Linked DNA regions of Rattus norvegicus: region 2 is linked to region 1. Evidence: chromatin contacts called from public Hi-C data. All regions are on one chromosome and are shown on one strand. Each heading gives the region's core, a stretch centred on a gene start, on an enhancer-like site or on the middle of the called end of the contact. The rest is flanking DNA. Distances are from core to core; before and after follow the strand shown. Region 1 has its middle 37 kb from the start of Gmpr. Region 2 overlaps Mylip (myosin regulatory light chain interacting protein).

The links. Hi-C and Micro-C count contacts between places; a contact is called where the count stands out from the background.
Region 2: a contact with region 1 is called in a Hi-C map of Schwann cells, with 6 times the contacts expected there. The contact joins two enhancer-like sites. A contact is called at or near these places in 2 of 12 Hi-C or Micro-C datasets (Schwann cells and mammary epithelial cells).

What each region holds. Positions count from the first base shown.
Region 1 is chr17:19,429,157-19,436,256 of GRCr8, forward strand. No RefSeq gene overlaps it. Among named protein-coding and RNA genes, the nearest start is that of Gmpr, 37 kb to the left of the region's middle. Within about 2 kb of position 5,030, at least 12 of the 93 cell types and tissues checked have an H3K27ac peak or open chromatin away from gene starts, as enhancers often do. A contact at or near this core is called in Schwann cells, where this site is marked.
Region 2 is chr17:19,504,781-19,512,431 of GRCr8, forward strand. The region is part of intron 2 of Mylip (myosin regulatory light chain interacting protein); the gene reads right to left. Among named protein-coding and RNA genes, the nearest start is that of Mylip, 5.9 kb to the right of the region's middle. Within about 2 kb of position 2,196, at least 11 of the 93 cell types and tissues checked have an H3K27ac peak or open chromatin away from gene starts, as enhancers often do. A contact at or near this core is called in Schwann cells, where this site is marked.

The DNA of each region.
Region 1 (7,100 bases), core at 3,780-6,279:
CTCTGGAAGCACAGGTGTCACACCTGGTTTTGTAATTCCCAACCAACTCTGTTTTTGGATAAACTCTATTTTGTGCAAGACCGAGGATTCCAGAAATCACAGAGTTCTCCTGGGCAATCATCCTATGGCAACACCCCCTGCCACTCCGCCACCCACCCCCAGCAACAGCATCAGGCTACAACAGCGGGGTCAAGGTACACGGAGATAACCTAAGCGATCCCTCAGAGAATAGATAACCCGACCATCCTGTTGGTCAGGTGGTTCTGCCCTCCTGTTTGGTTCCTGCAGATTAGGCCAGAAATGCAGTTTTTAAAATATTAACTCGCTGACCCGTATGGAAATTCCCCAAGTTTTCTGTAACCACAATAAACACCCTGTACCGCTCGGCTCGGGGCTCTCACTCTGACCGGCTGCACAGTGAGAGTCTGAGAGCTCGTAATAAAGACCCTTATGTGCTCTGCGTCGGAGTTGGCGCCTGGGTTGTCTTTGGGTATCTGCAACTTGGCTAAAGCAGTTTATCTGGTGCTGGGGATCAAACCCAGAGGTGAGGTGCCTGCCAGGCGAGTCCTCCCCATGCTGAGCTACACCCCCAGCCCCAGCACTGGCTTGGTTGTTTTGGGTGGATGGTCTGTGCTTCGAATTCGCATTTCTCTGATAGTTAAATCATGTTGAACAGCTTCTCATACACTCGTTTGCCCTTCATACATCTTCTTCCTCTGTGAAATATCTGTTCAGGTCCTTTAGCCATTTGCTAATTTTTTTTTCTAAAGCATGGACGTTGTGATCTCTTAACCATTTTATATGTTCATCCTCTGTCTGATTTTCAACTTGCAAATATCTTCTCCTGGATTACCTAGCTTATCCCTGGGTTGCCCTTGCAGGAGTGGTGGTAAGGTTCTCTGTTTCTATGATAAACACTGTAACCAAAATCAAGTCGGGGTGGAGGCAGTGGGAAGGGTTTGTTTCAGGTCACTCTCCATCACTGAGGGGAGTCAGGGCAGGAACCAGAGGCAGCAGCAGAAGCAGAGGAATATTGAAAGCATGCCTCCTCTTGGCTTGCCTCTCCTTCTTTCTCAGACACACCAGGACCACCCGCTATGGCGGGCACCGCCCACCAATCACCACTCAAGAAAATTCCCTCAGGCTTGCTTACCAACCAACCAGGACAACAGGATCTCCTACTGATCTGCTCTCTGAGGCCCTGCTGACACCACCCAGGCAGGCAGGGGCTTCTCCCCATGTAGTCTCCCTCCACTGACAATAGGTACAGGATGGGTGGTGTGGCTTCCCTGCCTCTAGATCTTTGTCAAAGTCCCTCAGCTTCTTCACAAGGCCTCCCTCCATGGGAAGGGGCTTCCATTCTGCTAGGTGTGCTGTCCCATTGACTAAGGTCGTGGGGCTGAATGAATGGAAGAAGGCAAGCAGTCGCCAGCATTCCTGTCCCTGCTTCCTGACCGTGCACCTAACAGGATCGGCGGCCTCGTACTCCTGTTGCCAAGGTTTCACCATCAAACTGTGAGCCGAAATCCTCCTTGTCAGGTAGTTTTGTTACAGGAACAAGAAAATAACTAAAATATATGCATATTATATGCATATAATAAACGTACACATTGGTGAGTCAGTGTTACCAGGAGACGGTCTTGCACGCACCAGGATGAAAATCAAAATGGACTGACTCATGCTAATGTTTCATGTTGGCAAGTTAAAACTAAGTTCCTTAGCTAATCTTTCAAAAAGAGAAAAAAATCAGCGTCCAGAAATCAGAGCTAGCAACCAAATGTCCCAAGCAGGTCAGTTTCAAGTGACAATAAAATTTCCCCTGCCTAACTCCTCTATCCCAACCTGGGTTTCCAGAAGCATGTGGTGCTAGCCAACTGGTGGTTTGCTTGTTGCTCTAGAGGCCTCCCCGTGCCCCCACCCCCGTTATCACCTTATAAGGAAAATGGCTTCCCCTAGGCTAATCCAATTTAGGTTTTGTTTCTGTTCTTTGCCAACCCTTTGTTCTGCTTTCACAGACTAAAGCTTTTGCTCAATTCCTGAATGGGAAATAAAGCCAATTAAGATGGTTAAGCCCAATTGTTGTCATTTCGCCCTCTGATGATTGTGATGTGGCATTTACCAGAAACGGCATTGGTGGGGGGGGGGGGGAAGGAAGCTTGTTTTTTCTTTCTCCATCTTCCAAGAGGGATCCAGTCTTTTCCCTTCTTTGAAATGAGGAAGCTGATCTTTGGCGGACTCTCAAAAACTTTCCAGCTCAAAACAAACAAACAAAACAAACAAACAAACAAACGTGTTTTCTTTCCGCACAGTTGAGGAGACAGGAAAACAGGCTCTTGAGAGAGGATCACTGGGTCCTTCATCGAAAGGCCAGTCTGCCTTACCTGTTGGGAGGTGAGGCAGAGTCTGCTTCCTGGTGCGCGCAGGTGAGGACTCTCAAAGTACATGGCATGTGACGGTGTTTGAGGACCACTGAGAAGCAAAGGCTTTACCATTCACTCTGAAGACACTGAAACACTATTCAGATCTGGCCGTAAGCCCTGACTTCGGCATATGCTCCCAGAATTCCTCAACTTTTTTTTCCCCCAAGCTTATCTCTGAAACAAGATGTTTCCATCTTTAAAATTGGCCACGTTGGCATGCACAGCAGCACAGAAATGTGTTCAAAAGCTAATGCAAGCAATTGCTGTTAATTTCATGTGAGGCATTACTCGGTCTGCCAGCGTTTAGGACATTCTTGCCAGATAGACCTGATGTGTCCTCACGCCAAGGTTGTCACTGTGTCCCTCACCTGGTCTCACCCTCACAGAAACGCATCTCACTCTTTTCACCCCTCCCCCAATGCCCCACTACCCTCAATTATTAATGAGAGAGCAAAGTCAGCCCAGGTATGGTGCTGCCTCTCTGCAATCTACATAATCAGCAGGCTGAGGCAGGAGAATTACACTATTGGTAACTATAGTTACAGTGAGCCTTTTCATTTTTGACCACTTATGCTGATGTTCCCCTCCCCAGGCCCTGCCAAGCACATTCTATTCCTTGATTCTACACATTTGATTTTTTTAGCTGCCTCATACCTGAGTATCACACATTTGCGACTTGTTTATTTCATATACTGTAATAACCCAAGGCTTATCCAGATCACTTCATACTGGACAATTTTCTACTTCTCCCTACTTTGTAAAGGTTGAACAGTGTTCCAATATGTGTGTGTATACGTATATGCATGTGTGTATGCATGTGTTATATATGTATGTATATGTATGTGTATGCGTGTGCATGTGTCTGCCTGTGTGTATGTATGCATATGTGTTTATGTATATACATGTATGTATGTATGCATGTGTATATGCATGTATATGTATGTATGCATGTGTTATGCATGGGTATGTGTGTATATGTATGTGTATGCATGTGTGCATGTGTCTGTGTGTATGTATGCATATGTGTATATGTGTATACATATGTGTATGTGTATATGCAAGTGTGTATAAGTATGTGTATGTATGTATGCATGTGTATAGGTATGTATGCATGTGTATGCGTGCATATGCGTATGTATGTGTGAATACATGTATGTATGTGTGTATGTGTGTATGCATGTATGTGTATTCCCTGTATCTCATAATAAGTCTCTGCATGTGTCATCATATATCCTTTTGTTCAGTTTTCTCCACAGAACACTAGCTCTGAGCTAAACCATTCGGCAAAAGCTTTCCTGCTCTTTCCTTTCTCCTCTCCACATCCCCTGTCCCCCATTCTCCTCTTTCCCACAGTGTCTGAAAAGCACTTCATATGAATCAGGATTACCTGGTGGTTCCCTGAAATGCTATGAACTGTGGATTTTTATTTTCCCATTTATAAATGAAGAAACCAACGCTGGGTTTGGTGGCGAATGCCTATAATTCCAAAACCCGGAGACTGAGGCAGACGGATAGCTGTGATGTTTTAAGCCAGTATGAGCAGCATAGGAACAGCCCATCTTAATGAAGAAAACAAGGAAAGAGGAATGGGGGTGGGGGATGCAGGAAAGAGGAGGAAGAGAAAGGAGGAGGGAGAGGGAGGAGGAGGAGGATGAGGAGGGAGAGGAGGAAGAGGATCAGGAGGGAGAGGAGGAGGAAGAGGAAGAGGAGGGTGAGGAAGAGGAGGAAGAGGAGGAGGAAGAGGAGGGAGAGGAGGAGGAAGAGGAGGTAGAGGAGGAGGATCAGGAGGGAGAGGAGGAGGAAGAAGAGGAGGAAGAGGACGAGGAGGAGGAGGAGGATTTGAGGACCATAGGTGGATAACCCTTAAAGTGACAGAGTTAACAGGGTAGATTGGCACTTAAAGCCAGATGAACTGAGTTCCTCATGCTAGGTGTCACTAAAAAGTCCAAATCAGTCTCAACGCCCATATCCCTTGGCCAGCTCTCTGGAAAGTTCCATGAGCTCTGTTCAATGACTTCTGTCAGTCTTCAGTTTCATGGAGAGCAGTTACCCCAGCAGCTCCTGAACACACAGCCCTGGTGCCTGGTCCTCAATGTCTGCATCTGCAAAGCCACTTAAAAGAAACCGCTACGAGGCAAGATCCTCTGTGGCAGTCTCCGAGACAGACAGACCAGTATCTGTCCTTTTCCCACCCCGAGAGGTTCAGATGGGTACAACCCCTACGTCCTCGTTGGTTTCAGATTCAGTGCTTCCCGCAGTGGTCTCTGGGGTTGAATTTCTGTGCCAGACTCTCCAGAAAGGTTGTGTGGATGGATTAACCCTGAGGTGCTGGGCGCGTTGCCGCAGCACACTGCCGTATTTATTTTAATTAGATTCCAGCAGCTGCTGAGGGCGAGCAGGGCAGTGTGGCTGTCCTGGCACGGGTTCTGTGGATACCAGCGAGGGGCTTGCAGACAGGTTTGGGAGTTACAGGAGCCAATGGGAAAGCATGATTTATGACCACGCCCGACCAGCCAATGAAATAGTCCGGTTTGGGTAACTGGTTGACCAGCCTGGATTCCGGGTAGCAACAATCCAGGATATCTGGTGACACCATGGAGTCTCTGTGGCAGTTTATTTTGGGCGTCACGGCTGTTACCCAAAGTCAGGAGTGATGTGTTTCATTTGCAGATCTAAACCCCCCAACCACAGGCATGTTTTCTTCCAGGGCAGAGGGCAAATTCAATTACATCTGTGACCAATTTGCACAGCTGGGTGCTCAGTCTCCTGACAGAAACATTTATTTGAGATTCAGGGGAGCTGGGTCACCAGACAGGAAGCAAGGTCCAGCAAGCATTGTGTTGGCCAATCCATGAATGCTTGCTAGCCTGCAGGACAAAACAACAGAAACTGTCATGTCAACGCTGGCTTTTCGTGGCTGAGAATGAGTCTCCCACACATGAGGAGAGATTTAAAGGCACAGACGACAGTGAGAAGTTTGGAAACAAGAAGCGGTTGCCACGAGCCGGCGCAAACCCAGAACGCACATTTGCACACAGAGGCAGCGGAAGACGAGGCTGCCCCTTCGACCCATGGCATGGTGGCCAAGTCTTCCCACCCAAGCCCCTTCTGTATCCTGCAGGAGAAATTCCTGTCTCTTTGAGCTCATCAGCCTTTGAAGAAACGGAGGATGTTCTCAGAACCGGGGTCGGGTTGGGGTGGAGTGGGGGTGGGGTGGGGTAAAGAAGTACTGTCTCTCCCAAATTCAAGAGAAAAAATAAAACTAAGCTAAAAGTAAAAGGCCACTTGTCTTCGTAAAAAGTATGAGTCTGTCCAATTAAAATTTATACATACATATATCAAATGTATAATTTAAGAAGCTTATCGAGTGAGATTTTTTTCCCCCCTCAGTCCATGAGAATTCCCCAGAGGGCCTATAACTGTTAAGAACTTGTTTACTTCGAAGTATGAGTTTGGTGTGGGGAATAATTTCAAAATGGGATGAAAAGCAGATCAGAGTTTCAGAGTAAAAATTCAGCGTCAGTGAGAACGTTTTTATAGTTGTCGTTATTGCTGGTGGCTCGTATTTGAGACAGGCTTTCACTGTGTACCCAGGTTGGCCTTGGCTCCTGACCCTCTTGCTAGCTCACCACACCTGGCTTAATTCTCTGAACAGAGACACACATAGACACAGAGGTGACACTGTACCCCCATATTTACCTGTCACTCTTTAGTTAAAACTTCCACCATCTGCAGAGGTCAGAGGACCCCCGACAAGTTCAAAGGTTAAGTTCCAGGCCAGCCAAAAACAAAACAAAAAAGCAAAATTTCATCACCTTATATGGTGACTTAGGAGAAGACTAGTAATTGCTTCCATTCTTTAAAAAAAAAAAACAAAAACCACAAGACTTAATTTTATTTACCTGTACCAGTGTATCTGTGTGTGTGTGAACCAGAGGCTAGAAGAGGGCACTGCATTTCCTGGAAATGGCTTTACAGGTAGCTGGGAGGTACCCACACTCTGGTTCTCTGAGCTGCCCCACCAGCCCATCTCAGCTGGGTGCTGTGTCCACAAGACTGAGTTGATCCTTTGGAGGCCACCGTCTCCTGTCAGTGCCCCAGATGTTATCTAGGAATAAGGCATCAGCATCAGCATGAAGCTGTATTTACCAGCAGGCAAGCTTTCTGCTATGCTAAGGAAAGACTGGGGTCTTCCACAAACTGAAAGGGCCGAGCTGTGCACATTAATTGGGGGGCCCTGAGTGTGGGGCCCTGCAAACATCTCTTCCCTATCATCACTTTGCATGCTAGACTGAGCCTGGCCAACCTTTTTTATTTTTATTTTTAAAAGAGGGGGCGGAAAGAATTAGAAGGCAAAGATTCACAATTTGACAGATAAAATCAAAAGTAATTCATATGAAATTCCCATTGGACATCTTGGCAGAACTTGAGAAAATAATCCAAAATCAATATCAAAATATAACTGATCATATATATATGACAAAGGTGGGTAAATTTCACTTCCCACGTTCAACCCTTGCCTCCTAAGTAGCTGAGACAGTGGGGTGCTCTGTAAGAACATGAGAACAGGAGCCAAGGAGATAAGAAAGCTTTGCAAGGGGGTTGGGGATTTAGCTCAGTGGTAGAGTGCTTGCCTAGGAAGCGCAAGGCCCTGGGTTCGGTCCCCAGCTCCGGAAAAAA
Region 2 (7,651 bases), core at 946-3,445, 73 kb after region 1:
AGGTACAAATGAATTTGCACATGCTGTGAAGAGGATGAGGGGCTGGAGACGTGCCTCGGTGCTTAAGAGCACTGGCACCTCTTTCAGAGGACCCAGGTTCAATTCCCAGCTCTCACATGGTGGCTAGCAACCACCTTTAACTCCAGATCTAGGGGATCTGATGTCATCTTAATAGCATCTCTGGGCAATGGCACTCGTGTAGTGCCTGTGTGTGTGTGTGTGTGTGTGTGTGTGTGTGTGTGTGTGTATGTGTAGGCAAAGCACCCATACACCAATTTGAGACGTCGGATTTCAATTTGGAAAAAGAAGCAAAGTCTTTTAAAATTACAATTACTTGTTCACTTATTGCATATCTGTGGGTGAGTGACGCAGTGCAGTTTTGGAGGCCAAAGGGCAGCCTATGGGTCAGTTTTCTCCTTCCACCATGCTGGCCTCAGAGACTGAACTCAGGCCAGGTTGGCAGCAAACACCTTTATCTACTATGTCCTCTTGAATGACCACAAAGCACACACTCTTATTATAGTTTTGCTTCAAAATTCTCCAACAATTTCTCTTTTAAAATCCGTGCCTTTACAGGGGTTGGAGAGATGGCTCAGCAGTTAAGAGCTCTTGTTGCTCTTGCAGAGGACCAGGGTTTTAGATCTGTAGGCAGTAAGCGTGCATGTGGTGCACATACATACATATATACATGCATGCAGGCACTCATACACATAAGGTTAATATTCTTAATATATATTTGTCTGAAGACCAGCAATCTCACAGAAAAACCCTCTGGTATTCACAACAGAACTTTCCAGAAGCTGAGTGGAAGCTCCTGTGTAGATTGCTGGGATGCTTTAAATGAGAATGGCCGCTGCAGGCTCCTGTGTTTCATGTTTGGCTCTCAGTTGGAGGAACTGTTTGGGAAGGATTAGGAGGAGATGCCTCACTGAGAATAGGCTTTGAGGTTTCAAAAGCCTATGCCATCCTATTAGTGCGCCCTCCCCTCTCCTCTCCTCTCCTCTCCTCTCCTCTCCTCTCCTCTCCTCTCCTCTCCTCTCCTCTCCTCCCCTCTCTTCCCTCTCCTCTCCTCTCCTCTCCTCCTCCTTCTCTCTCTCTCTCTCTCTCTCTCTCTCTCTCTCTCTCTCTCTCTCCTGATTATGGATCAGCATGCTACGTGTTATTAGCTTCTGCTCCAGCACCATGCCCGTCTGCCTACTGCCATGCTCCTGCTGCAAAGGTCACATGGAATTGTGAGCCCCCAAGCTAAGTATTTTCTTTACTAAGTTGCCTTGGTCATGGCAACAGACAGGTAACTAAAATGGCTACCGTTGGCCACAGTCACCCAGTAATCTGGCCCGCTACGCCATTTTGAAGAACGTTTGAGAACAAATATAAAGTAACTAGCTTCAGCCTTGTGTTCAAAATGTAAGCCGTGAATCCAGCACGACTTCAGAATGGCTAAGTAGTTATTTTCGAAAACATGGTTGCTAATAACTGAACCATAATTCCCCCTGAAGCACATGCCTGGGAAGTATTGTCTGAACAGCCACTCACCCCAGGCAGACCCCATGACAATCAAGCATCCCAAGCATCCCATCTCTGTCCAAGGAGTCACTTAACCGTGTCGGTTTATTTTAAACCAAACTCCGACTGCCAAGTTATATTTAAAAACGACCAAATGGAAACAGGAATTGCTATGAGAGTTTTTTTTTTCCGTTTTGTTTTGTTTTTAATCTTGTAACATTCTCGTAAAACAGAATTAGTTCAGGATGGAGCATAGTCCTACATGTAGATGTTAAAACCATACCGGCTTGAAGGCGAAACCTAAGAGTGCCTTCCTGGCTAGGGGGAAACAAGACTTTTCAGGACATATTGAATAAAGTCCAGAAAAAGAAAGGAAAAGTAAAAGAATAAACTAGACCTCACCAGAGTGAAAACCTCCAACTCACCAAAAGGCATGAGGATAGCAGACAAGGCACAGGGGAAACATATTTATAAAACTCAGATCTTACAATGAGCTGGTATCTAGGATATACAAGGAATGCGGGCCGCCCAAAGTTAAGGCTAATGATCAAAATGGGGGCCTTGGACATTTCACCAGAGGAGATGCAGGAGAGGCCAGTAAGACATGAAAATCTGACAGACATCATTAATCATCAGAGAAATGCAAATTAAAACCACAATGCTCTACCACCATGCATCCACCAGAAGGCTGGCAGGGACGTGAGACGCTCGGCTTCCTGACATTCTTGGGAGTGGGAGTGGGAGTGGGAGAACGGAACAGTACAGATGCCACGGAGTGGGGGTTGGGGGGGGTGTCTGGCAGTAACTCACACAACTAAACAATCAGGACCCAGCTATTGTATTCTTGGGTATTTACTCAAGGAAAACGAAAACACATGTGTCTACAAGAAGAAAAAAAAAAAGCTTGTATTAGAATGTTCATAGCAGCCTTACTCATGGACAATGGGCGCTCGCCAGCAGGACTGTGGATCAACAAACAGTACAGAGTACTATCCAGTAATAGGGAGAAAGAAAGCAGGCTGTCAGAGTGCTAACCTAGACTGTTCAGGGCCACACTGGATCCCCACATAACAAAGCAAAGCAAACAGAAAGCAGAAGAGATAACAAGTGACGAAAACCCCACACATGCCTACAAGAGCATGCGTGGACCGAGACAGAAATCGACGGTGGGTAAAAGAAGGCGGACATAAAGCACAGCCTATGGAAGACTCCCTGTGCATCAAGCTAAACAGGCAGAGGAAAGCTAGAGTGGAGAACCACAGCAGTGGGTAGTGAGAGGGGACAGTGTCTGCAGAAAGGTGAGGGACTCCCTGAGATGGGGATGCTGCCTGCTGTCCTTAACCTCAGCAGAGGTGTTGTTTAAGCATGCACCCATTGAATCTCATTAAGAGATATGATCAGTGTGTTATCCTACGTATGTTTTAGCTAAAAGGAAAAAGAAGCACATGCAAGCAGTTTCTACTTAGTGGTAAGCACGCCAAAGTATTTAGGAGGAAGGGTGCTTATGTGTGACTTGTTTAAAAATGAATCAAGAAACCAGTTGATGGATAGTAGACATATCAAACTTAATAGTAGGTTCTGGGGAGGGGGGGCACTATGTGGGTGTTCATGATAAAAACCCTCAACTTTCCTCGATGTCTGAAACACTTCACGAGGCTGAGAAAACAACACCAGGGCTCAGGTTCCGAATGCCAGTGGGGAAAGAGCTTCAGCGAGATCAGACCATTAGGCCTACTTCATGGAGGGAGGGCTGACAGCTGAAAAACCTGTCAGAGGCAGATGGCTATCAGAGTTACTAAGTCAGATCTCTTCCTGGGCTTCCGGGGATCTTTTTCAAGCTCCAAGTGGAATCACTTTTAAAAATGTTCCTCCTTAGGTCCTAAAGCAATTATGATTTGAGGATTGCCACAGAGAGACTTCCAGTCCTGAGAGAGACGGCGCGCGCACACACACACACACACACACACACACACACACACACACACACACACCACATGCTTCTAACTTACTCGCACACACAAACAAATACACGAAATACCATTTTAAAGAAATGCTCTTTGTATGGGCTGAAGGTGCTCAGAAAAACTTTTAAGTAGGATTCAGAAATTCAATTTACAATTTCTTTGGAAATACGTATGCTTTTATTTTATTTTATTTTATTTTTGTTCATTTCTTTAACTTTCCCAGGTCCTATTTAATATTTTGGCAAATAAAAGCAGGGAAGGGAGTGGGGGGGAGAGAGGAAGACAGGGGAGAGTTGGGGATGGGAGAGGGAGGCTGATTCTGCTGTTTTGCACATACAGTGTGAAGAGCCTCTGTAATGGTGACAGGAACCTCTGTAACAGACACGCACTGGCCGCAATGCAATCTCATGCAGAACGCACTCACTCTTAATTATGCAGAGGTAAATTATGGAAGCAACCTTCACCCAAACTGATGCTAAGCGAGACTTTGAACATGCCTTCCAGACCCCGTCTAGGACCAGTCTGACTGGTCCTGGATTGGTTTGGAATGACCACAGCCCATTTGCTTTGAGTCTGTATGTGGCTTCATAAGCTTGCTTTGATTTTGTTTTGATATTTTTTTTCTTTTTATTTTATGTGCATGTCTGATGTCCTCAGAGCCAGAAAAGGGAGTTGGGTGTCTGGAAATGAGCTGTATAGGTGGTTGTGAGCCACCATGTGGTTGTTGGGAACCAAATCTGGATCCTCTGCAAAAGCAATGGTGTTCTAAACCCATCCCTAGCTCCAGACTTGGAAATTCTTAATTTATTGATTAACCAGATTTTTACACAGTGCAGGTTTGCTAGACTCTGTGGATACGGTGCTGATCAATTTGGTTGGAATTTATAGTATCAGAGTGACTGTCAACGAACGCAAGTAGCTATAACGTTAGAAGCATGTAAATGCTCTAAAAGAAAGATAGGTGATGCCTCAGGAGAATGCAGCCTCCCAGGCAGTGCTAGAGAAGGCTTTTCCAGAGGAAAGTGGTGAGCTGGGGTCAGGAACTGGGGAGGTTAGATCCTTGCTGCCCCAACACAGAAATCTTGAGAGATGCATGTCCAAGATAATGACATTTCTCTGGACATTCAATTCAATGCTCATGGAGTTTATGTACTGGGGCTGCTTTCTGGGGTGGGAGCAGGGAGAATCCAGATGTTGGTTAACTTTAAGTAATTTGAACTGTCCCTAACAGAGACCACAGAGCTCCGAAAATGTGGCCAAGTCAGGAGAGCACAAAGAGCCTGCCAGCAGGGGATGGTATAGAATTCACCGTCGTGAATGAAATGTATACTTTCCTAATCTCTGGTTTTGAAAATGTTAGCAAAATTCATCGTGAAGAACGGAGAGCCCCAGAAAGGCACGAGTCTCTACGAAGGTGATTATTATTTCAGACTTACTTCCAGAACGCATTCATTCGTTTCGCTTTTCATTTTCAATTCACGGGATGGTAAAACATCTGCTGGAAATACCTGCTGTCTCCATCTATAATCTATGCCAGCCCAAGACCAGATTAGCTGTTCTACCAATCTACATAACATTTGAACCAAGCCAACGTTCCTCTTTAGAAAGATGCCATCTTCCTGGAACCTAGGACCCCCTGTGGTACCTAGGCCTTTTTGCTACACCCCTGCCTGGTTTGGCAGCCTGCCTGGTTTGATACTGACTGGTAAATTAACCACCCCTGCATATTAAACCTGCCTGCTGATTAGTGGTCTGCAGAGGGCAACTGTACCCTGCTATCTCCTCTTAATGAAGTGTCGAGATACCCTCGGTACAGCATGGCTTGCCTCAGTGAAGCCATCTCTTTAAACTGAGTGGTCGAGGCTGTGTTCATTCACTACACAGACAGAGCTAGTGTAGAATCACAGCATTTAACACGGATATTTTATTGCCAACAGTGGAACATCAAAAAGTTTGTCAACAGTCTTGGTTTTGTGTGTGTGTGTGTGTGTGTGTGTGTGTGTGTGTGTGTGGTTTTCTTTTTTCTTTTCTTCTTTTTGTTTTACTAATATAACATTAAAGAAAAATAGCTTTGTTCTTTTTTGTTTTGTTTTTTTAATTATCTTTAATCTTTTTTTACAGTCCAGTCACTATCCCCCTCTCAGTCTGCCCTCCGACTGTTCTTCATCCCATTCCTCCTCCCCAGTCTCCATCCCACCCCACCCCATCCCACCAGGCCTCTCTACTTCCTGGGGCCAATAGTTTGGCTCCTTAGTACCGTGCAGGCAAAACACCCACACACTTAAAATAAATAATTAAATAGGAAATTGGACCTAGCACAACTTTGACATCCCAATTAAAGGGCACAAACACAAAGTTGATATTACTTGATAAAGATATTAAAAGCAGACTGGCTATCAACCTTAGGCATTTTTTTAAAAAAGCTTTATATTTTAGATAACCCCACAAAACTGTGCAAAATCCACCAACATAATAAATGTAACCTGAAATCTTCCCCTGTTCCTCCCCCTGCCTCACCCCAGACCCCCTCTATCCCTCCCTCCCACCCTGCCTCCCTTGCTTCTTTATTCAGAAGAAGAGCTTTGGACAAATTAGGCAAGCTTTACTGTGTTCTCAACTCCAGTTTATGTTTTATTTTGACCCAGAATTTCACTAAGTTCTTAGACTAGATTTGGACTCACACTGTAACCCCAAACAGGACAGGCCTCGCAATCGTTGTTCCTCTAGCTCCAAAGCAGCTGGGATTACAGACACACTACCCGGCACAGCTTACACTGACCACTCCGTGGGATCTCTTAAAAGGAATGAATCAATTGAAATAACCTAGTTGAGCCACTTTGAATGCCATTAGATACAAATCCCAGAGTCAAAGATAACTGAGTCAATGATGGAAAAAACCAACGTAAGAGATTTGATTTAAGTACTAATTCACAAACGTCTTCCATGGATAAAGTAGATTTGAACACAGGCACTGACCCAATTACGGGAGAGCGCATTGCAGTAGAACCTCCTCACAGTCAGTCATAAAACAGGAACGTGGGGCTGGGGATTTAGCTCAGTGGTAGAGCGCTTACCTAGGAAGCGCAAGGCCCTGGGTTCGGTCCCCAGCTCCGAAAAAAAGAACCAAAAAAAAAAAAACAAAAAAACAAAAAACAAAAACAAAAAAAAACAAAAAAAAACAAAAAAAACAAACCAAAAAAAACAGGAACGTACTCCCCATACAGTTTATTTGCTCTTATCCTCCCACTATTTAAATGAAGTTATTTTCTTCCTCAACTTTTGCCTGATTTCAAAGATAAATTTGTGTCACTAGAATTGGGTTGCACCTGGAAGCCCTGAAATCGCCGTATGTGACTGCTACACACACACACACACACACACACACACACACACACACACTCACACATACACAGAACAAATGCTGTGTCATGTATTTTTCTCACTTACTGAACTAAGGAAGCTTTCACAAACCAGATCGGTTGGTCTGTTCGTCTGTCTGTCTGTCTGTCTGTAAACAAAAATCTCTCCCAACCTTTAAAATACCATGGTAAGGCAACGTGGACATTCCAAACCCAAATGGACGGTATTTTTTAATGTTTCCATTGTTTGTCTAGTAAATAAACAAAAACCGGTATGTTAAAATCTCTCTGAGGAGCCTGTTCCCCCATTAGGAGTAGAAATCTACAAGATCACATTTTTCACATGCGTGGCCCACTTCCAAGCCACAGGAGTATGGAAAACATCAGTGCTGGGATCCAGAGTTTGCTGTGGTTTTAAAAGCAATCATTTTCTTTCTTTTTTTTTTTCCTGTAGTCTCTTGCATTTCAGTAATAAATATTAAACCCCGCCTTCCTATTTTGGTTCATCTTTGAGAAAAGTATTACAGTCAGCTCAGAGGGAAACGTGTGTGTGTGTGTGTGTGTGTGTGTGTGTGTGTGTGTGTGTGTGCATGTATTTTGGTCGTTTGAAAAAGGAGGCCACACCCACAGGCTTCAGTTGTCTACCAAGGCTGGGGGCCCTCCGTTTAACAAGGAGGGGGGAGAAAAAACCTCATGCCCAACAATCAATCATGTTTAATATATCTGTAGGGTGGAATTCAGTTTACAGTGGCCTTCAAAGAGTCCTTTTATTAATTTTTTGTGAAACTTAAAAAAGTTTTCAAATCTGCAGGAGGCCAGACA